2 separate regions of the Pan troglodytes genome follow, and region 2 is linked to region 1. The links are chromatin contacts, called in public Hi-C maps. All regions are on one chromosome and are shown on one strand. Each heading gives the region's core, a stretch centred on a gene start, on an enhancer-like site or on the middle of the called end of the contact. The rest is flanking DNA. Distances are from core to core; before and after follow the strand shown.

What was found. Hi-C and Micro-C count contacts between places; a contact is called where the count stands out from the background.
Region 2: a Hi-C map of induced pluripotent stem cells shows a contact between it and region 1, with 6 times the contacts expected there. The contact joins two enhancer-like sites. A contact is called at or near these places in 5 of 7 Hi-C or Micro-C datasets (blood, induced pluripotent stem cells, a lymphoblastoid cell line and 1 more) and 1 of 1 datasets of contacts at active chromatin or transcription factors (stem cell-derived excitatory neurons).

Annotation. Positions count from the first base shown.
Region 1 is chr1:70,114,597-70,117,813 of NHGRI_mPanTro3-v2.0_pri, reverse strand. No RefSeq gene overlaps it. Among named protein-coding and RNA genes, the nearest start is that of FAM20B, 19 kb to the right of the region's middle. Within about 2 kb of position 1,418, at least 9 of the 24 cell types and tissues checked have an H3K27ac peak or open chromatin away from gene starts, as enhancers often do. A contact at or near this core is called in induced pluripotent stem cells, where this site is marked.
Region 2 is chr1:70,553,720-70,556,715 of NHGRI_mPanTro3-v2.0_pri, reverse strand. It overlaps TEX35 (testis expressed 35), which reads left to right. Exons shown (of 12, transcript XR_010157076.1): 10 at 328-1,326. Among named protein-coding and RNA genes, the nearest start is that of TEX35, 30 kb to the left of the region's middle. Within about 2 kb of position 1,580, at least 14 of the 24 cell types and tissues checked have an H3K27ac peak or open chromatin away from gene starts, as enhancers often do. A contact at or near this core is called in induced pluripotent stem cells, where this site is marked.

The DNA.
Region 1 (3,217 bases), core at 169-2,668:
TGAAGTGGTCATCAAAGAGTAGGCAGACAAAAGCACACGGAAAAATATTATAGAAGCGTATCAGTTAATAAAAATGTGAATTTTCTGGATTTTGTGATGTTTGTGGTATTTGTCAGCCTTTAAAAATTTATAACTTGATGTCATCTATTTTCTCATTCTAAATATTTACTTTTATGTTCAACTTTGTATTTTTTTATTTTGTGTTATTTTTCTTGAAGAGATCTCCAAATTATATAAGCTTCAGACTTCACAAAACTTGATCTGTGCCTGGACTCTGGTGTGGGGCCCAGGGATTTATACCAACAGCCATTCTTGGCCCTCAGCAGCCCCTAGGGTCCCTAGCCCATTCTCCAAAGTCCCCATCCCAGCCCTCATCTCAGGCCCTGAGAGCCATCAACAACATAAGGCTGAGGAACTCTTTGCTCCTCTGGGGAGCAGGAGGGTGGGTGAGCCAGTGAGACATGCATTTGCTGGATTAGACCTCTGGGGACTTTTCCCCCAGCAAAGTCCTGCCTGGCAGGGTGGTTGGCCATTGTGTCAGTACCCACCACCCTCCTGTGAAGGGTGAGCCCCTGGCCCTTGTGGCCTGGGCTGAGGTCTCAACCACCAGCAGCAGTACTTGAGGCTGAGTCTGCTGTAGACTTTAAAAACAGGACCGGTGGCCAGACACAGTGGCTTATGCCTATAACCTCAGCATTTTGGGAGGCCAAGGCAGGAGGATTGCTTGAGCCCAGGAGTTCAAGACCAGCCTGGGCAACATAGGGAAACCTCGCCTCTAGAAAAACTTTTTAAAAGCCAGGCGTGGGGCCAGGCGCGGTGGCTCACTCCTGTGATCCCAGCACTTTGGGAGGCCGAGGTGGGAGGATCACTTGAGGTCAGGAGTTCGTGACCAGTCTGGCCACCATGGTGAAGCCCCATATCTACTAAAAATACAAAAATTAGCAGGACGTGGTGGCACATGCCTGTAATCCCAGATACCCGGGAGGCTGAGGCAAGAGAATCGCTTGAACCTGGGAGGCGGAGTTTGCAGTGAGCCAAGAAGGTGCCACTGCACTTCAGCCTGGGCGACAGAGCAAGACCCTATCTCAAAAAATAATTTTTAAAAACCCAGGCATGGTGGCGCATGCCTACAGTCCCAGCTACTCGGGAGGCTGAGGCCTGCTTGAGCCCGGGAAGCCGAGGCTGCAGTGAGCTGTGATCATCCCACTGCACTCCAGCCTGGGTGACAGAGCAATACCCCATCTCCAAAACAAAAACAAAAACAAAAACAAAAAACAGGACCAGCAGGAATAGTCTGCTGTGGATTGGGACCCCTGAATGTTCCAGAGGGATTTAAGTGTGCGGAATTCAGACGTCTTCCCTGTTGTGGCTGGCCTTCCCGCCTCCCCAGCCGTCTGCCCGAATGAGTGCTTACTAATGAGCCAGAGAGCTCTGAGCCGGCCTGTGCAGGGCATCCATACAGGGCTCCAGGGGCCCCTCTCAGTGAAACAACATGACTGTGAAAACAATCTGCTGCTCTTCTTCTTCACCCTGACCTTGGGTCATTCTGGCGCAAAAGATTACTTTGCTCCCAGCCTCGGGGAAGTTTTTGTACAATTAGCTACAACTCTGCAGAAAGACCCTGCAGAGAGAGCCCTGGGGTGGAGCAGGGCTCCACTTTCACCAACTCAAGCATGAAAGGACACTGACCCCGTGTGGTCACGTTTGGAGGTGCAGCACAGGGAGAGAGGAAAGGCCCCGGCACGGTCCTTTGGCCAAACGACCCCTGCAGGCCCTCCCTGACCGACCTTGCTCTGTCCCTGCTCACCTCACAAGACCCTGGGGAGAGGACCTGGCCCTATCAGGGCCTGCTGACTCGTTCTCCCCTGGCGAAATGTCCCCACCAGGTGCTCTCAACTCTGGGCTATTACTTCACAGGCCATTTGAGTTCAGATGGGTAAGGCGTGTAGGAAATGAGCTCAAAGGGCAGGATGGATTTTGATGGGGTGAGAAGAGAGTGTTTCTCACTCACCCAAAGCACTGAGCACAGTGTCCCAAACATAATGTGGAGTAAACACGCGCGTGCACACGTGCACTTCAGGTGCAGGAGACAGCCCAAGCAGGGGCAGGCAGGCAGGCAGGTATGGAACGTGCATGGAGGGCTGGAGAGTGGAGCTGCTTTTCTGCGGAGATTTCAGGTTAGGTGGAGCACTGAGCTGAATTTTCTAGAAGCTGGATTCCTAAGCCCCAGTTCTGGGCTCTTTCTCCGACCACACAGCTGTGTAGAAGGAAAGGGGCCTGAGTCCTGCCATCTGGGCTAGGAGTCGGTATAGAGCCAGCCAGTTGTAGCATTTCTGATTCCACCTGAATTCCTAACACATCAAAATCAGATTCCATTCTGGACATTTGTTTTTTTGTTGACGCTGTGATTGAGGTCTCATAAAAAGAAGGTGCCATGCCTAGGACAAATGAGGAAGGAGAGGCTCAGAAAAGTTAAATAGCGGTGTCTTAAGTCACAGCCACTCAGTGTGTGAAAAGCCAAGCCGGGGTTTGAACATGATAAAAATACACCATGGCCGCTGGGCTCCAAAGTGCAACCTGCAGCTTCTAAAGGAACTAAAACCTAACTTGTTCCCGTCTCCCCCAGCTCAATCCACTCTCCCCGCTGTAGCAGAGCCATCGCCTCAAGGCAAATTGCATCCCACTGCTCTAAACTGAGCAACTCTTCTCTGGTCTCAGGATAAAAATGGTATGTGTGTCTTGGCTTCACAGACCTCCCTAACCTCACCCCTTGCTCTCGCCACATCACTCGCCATTCTTCCCTCCTGTGACATGGAACTTCAGCCTTGGTTCCATGCCTTGGCCTCCCAAAATGCTGAGATTATAGGCAGTTCCCTAAACAGCCAGCCTCTCAGGTGTGGAGGACCTTGATTTGTAAACAAATCACCAGGGGATTTTGATAAAATACAGATTCCAATTCACCAAGCCTGGTTTGGGGGTCCAGGTTCTGAAGCTCTAAGAAGCTCCCAGGTAGTATGAATCTTCCAGGTCCACAGACTACAGGTGAGTAAAGAGGTGCTAAACACACCATGTTCCCCTCACCTTTGACCGCCACCAAACTTCCTTTGATCTGAAACTTTTCTCCTTCCTCCCCAAGGCCCCCTCCTGTATCTTTCACCCGGGTGGTAAGGCTACTTCCTCTCCAGGCCTCAGCTTAGGTGCTGCTGCCTCCAGGAAG
Region 2 (2,996 bases), core at 331-2,830, 440 kb before region 1:
CCACCCCAGCCCGCTCCCCCCACCACCTGTCCGCCTCCGCCACCTCGCCTGTGCCTTCTGCACGCCTCTCCCACCACTCCCCCTCCCTCCCTTTACTCTGGCCACTCTGAATGTCACTGGTCCTCCTTGAGCCCTCCTGAGCCCTCTGCCCAGAGTAATGCCAGAGTGGAGGCCACAGCTGAAGGCAGAGGCTGTTGGCCTGGGGTGGAGAGGGGAGATTCCTCTGGGTGGAAGGTGACATTGGGCAGCCTTGGATGAAGTGAATACCTGGTGTGGGGAAGCAAAAATAAATAGAGAAACAAACGGATTAATTTTGCTTCTTTCCAGGGACTTGATTTTCTACAAGTGCTGCTCCAAGAGGCTTCTACACCCCCGCAGGGAGGCAAGCACCGTTTTGAGGTGGCCGGGCTGGCGAGGGGGTGCAGACCCCAGCCAGCTGGAGGGGCTCTGCCCTGATGGCGTTCCCACTCCCACCTCATTCGCAGGGCGCCGGGGAGGGCTGCAGGTGTTCTATTCCCACCCGGCTTGCAGCGCAAGGAGGGGAATCGCCTGACACCTTCCCCTTCTCCTCTGCCCCGCTTCCTTTCTCTGCTCCCACAGGTGGAAGTCAACAGCGGAAACAACCCTTCACTGTATGGAGGGCTGGGAGAGAGGGGCCAAGAGGGCCCCGGGAGAGCCACCGGGCGGCAGGCAGGGGGCGGGGCAGTCTCCCTTCCGGCTTCAGGGACCGAAGGGTGAATGGCAAGGGGAGCTCAGGGAATGAACGAGTGCTCCCGACTAATGTTTAACCCACGACTCCGAGACTCCGACTGGTCACAGTCCTGCAGACCTCCAGGTCCTGCACAGGCGACGCAGCACTCCACTGGCCCGGAATGCGCACCCCGGGGGAAATGGAAAGTGCCATTGAAATGTCAGATGTCACCGTCTTCATCAGCACTCTTGGAATTTTGGCCAAAGTGGCTTCTTCTTTTGCTGAGACTTGACTCACTCCCGGCAGAGGGATGATAGCGGCCTTGCCCCGAGCGTTTATCCGGCTGCAGGCGTCATTCTTGGTCGCCTGTGTGTCCAGAGCCCCAGCGCAGGAAGGGAGCGCAATTCCCACCGCGTCCGCTGGGTGGCGCTAGCGCCGCGCCGTGTCCCGGGATGAGGGGAAACCGCGCTGCCCAGTCAGTGCCCCGACGCCCCCGCGCCCCCGCCCGGCCCCGCGCGCTGCAGCCACCGCCTCTTCTCGGCTTCCTCTTGCTTTCCAGTAACTCTCCTCCTGGGGAAAAGGCTTTTCACGGAGCAGGCTCGGAGCCTACGGGGCTGGCCTCGGACTGGATGGGGGTAAGGACGGGTGGCGGCGCTCGCGCCGAGCGAACGGAGGGCTCAGGCGGCCGGTGATCAGGGACGGGCTGCGGCCGCCGTCTGGGGTGAGAGGCCCACCCAGAGCTCTGGGCCAGGGCTCGCGGCTCTCGTGCAGATGCTGGGCGGGGAGGTGTGGGGAGGGGGCTTCCCAGGCGGGGCAACCGGAGGGGAATGGGGTGTGCAGGGGGGAGGGGAGGCGTGGAGCGCCCGGCCTGCAGGCACTGGGCGGCGCTCTCCAGCCTCCTCTTCTCCTGCCGGGTGCCTGGTGGCTTGGCCTCCCCTCCAGAGCTTCGCATATCCTGGCGGGAGCCGGCGCTCTCTCCATACTTAGGACTTGACCCTTATTCCACACCCGGGCAGGGAATCATTTGCCCAATCCGAATTTGATTTTCTGTTTGTGAGAGGAGAAACTGGTGACAGTGTCGCATGGACACTGTCGGGGAAGCCGAGACGTAGACCTGGAAGCCTGTACCAGAGGCCTTGTGGACAGCTTTGGAGCATGCATCTTAAGGCACACCACCGGTTTCTGCTGCTTTGGCACAGCCACGCAGCACCTAGGATGCTTCTCTGCACGCAGCAGAGGCCTAATCCGTGCACCCTCTGACGGTGTTGGAGGGAGCTGGGGAGCAACATCAGATTAATAGCCCCTGGGCTATTTGTATGACGTGCAGATTTCACCCTCTCATTCTTAAAGGGTGAAAGGCTGCAATTCAGAAAGGCGAGGATGGGGCCCAGGAATCTGCAATCTGCGTGGGTTTTTGTTTTTTTTTTTTTTATGGAGTCTTGCTCTGTCGCTCAGGTTGGGGTGCAGTGGCGCGATCTGTGCTCACCGCAACCTCTGTCTTCCAGGTTCAAGCGATTATCCTGCCTCAGCCTTCTGAGTAGCTGGGACTACAGGTGCATGACACCACACCTGGCTAATTTTTGTATTTTTAGTAGAGATGGGGTTTCACCATGTTGGCCAGGCTGGTCTTGAACTCCTGACCTCAAGTGATACGCCCACCTTGGCCTCCCAACGTGCTGGGATTACAGGCATGAGCCACCGCGCCTGGCCAGAGTTTGCATTTTGTTGTTGTCGTTTGTTCGTTTGAGACGGAGTCGCGCTCTGTGGCCCAGGCTGGAGTGCAGTGGCGCCATCTCGGCTCACTGCAACCTCTGCTTCCCAGGTTCAAGCGATTCTCCTGCCTCAATCTCCCAAGTAGCGGGGATTAACAGGCGTGCCACCACCATGCCTGGCTAATTTTTTTATTCTTAGTAGAGACAGGGTTTCTCACGTTGGGCAGGCTGGTCTCAAGCTCCTGATCTGCCCGCCTTGGCCTCCCAGAGTGCTGGGATTACAGGTGTGAGCCACCGCGCCTGGCCTGTTTTGTTTTCTTAAATCCAGAAGTTCTGATTCAAGCCTAAACCTGCCACTTCCATTCCCAATCCTCTGAGCTTCATGAGCTCCAGATACAGGGCTGTTAATCACAATTTCTTTAATTCTTTGTATCTCTTGTGGAATTAGAGGAGTAGATGTTCTTTCTTTTTGGGAAAAACATTAGAAAATGCCTACATGTCTTTATTGAAAGAACTTAAAAACAATGTATTTCTCTAGGGTTTATTTTCCCTCACGGCTCTCAACCTTCTCAAAATATAAGGTTGGCGGATTA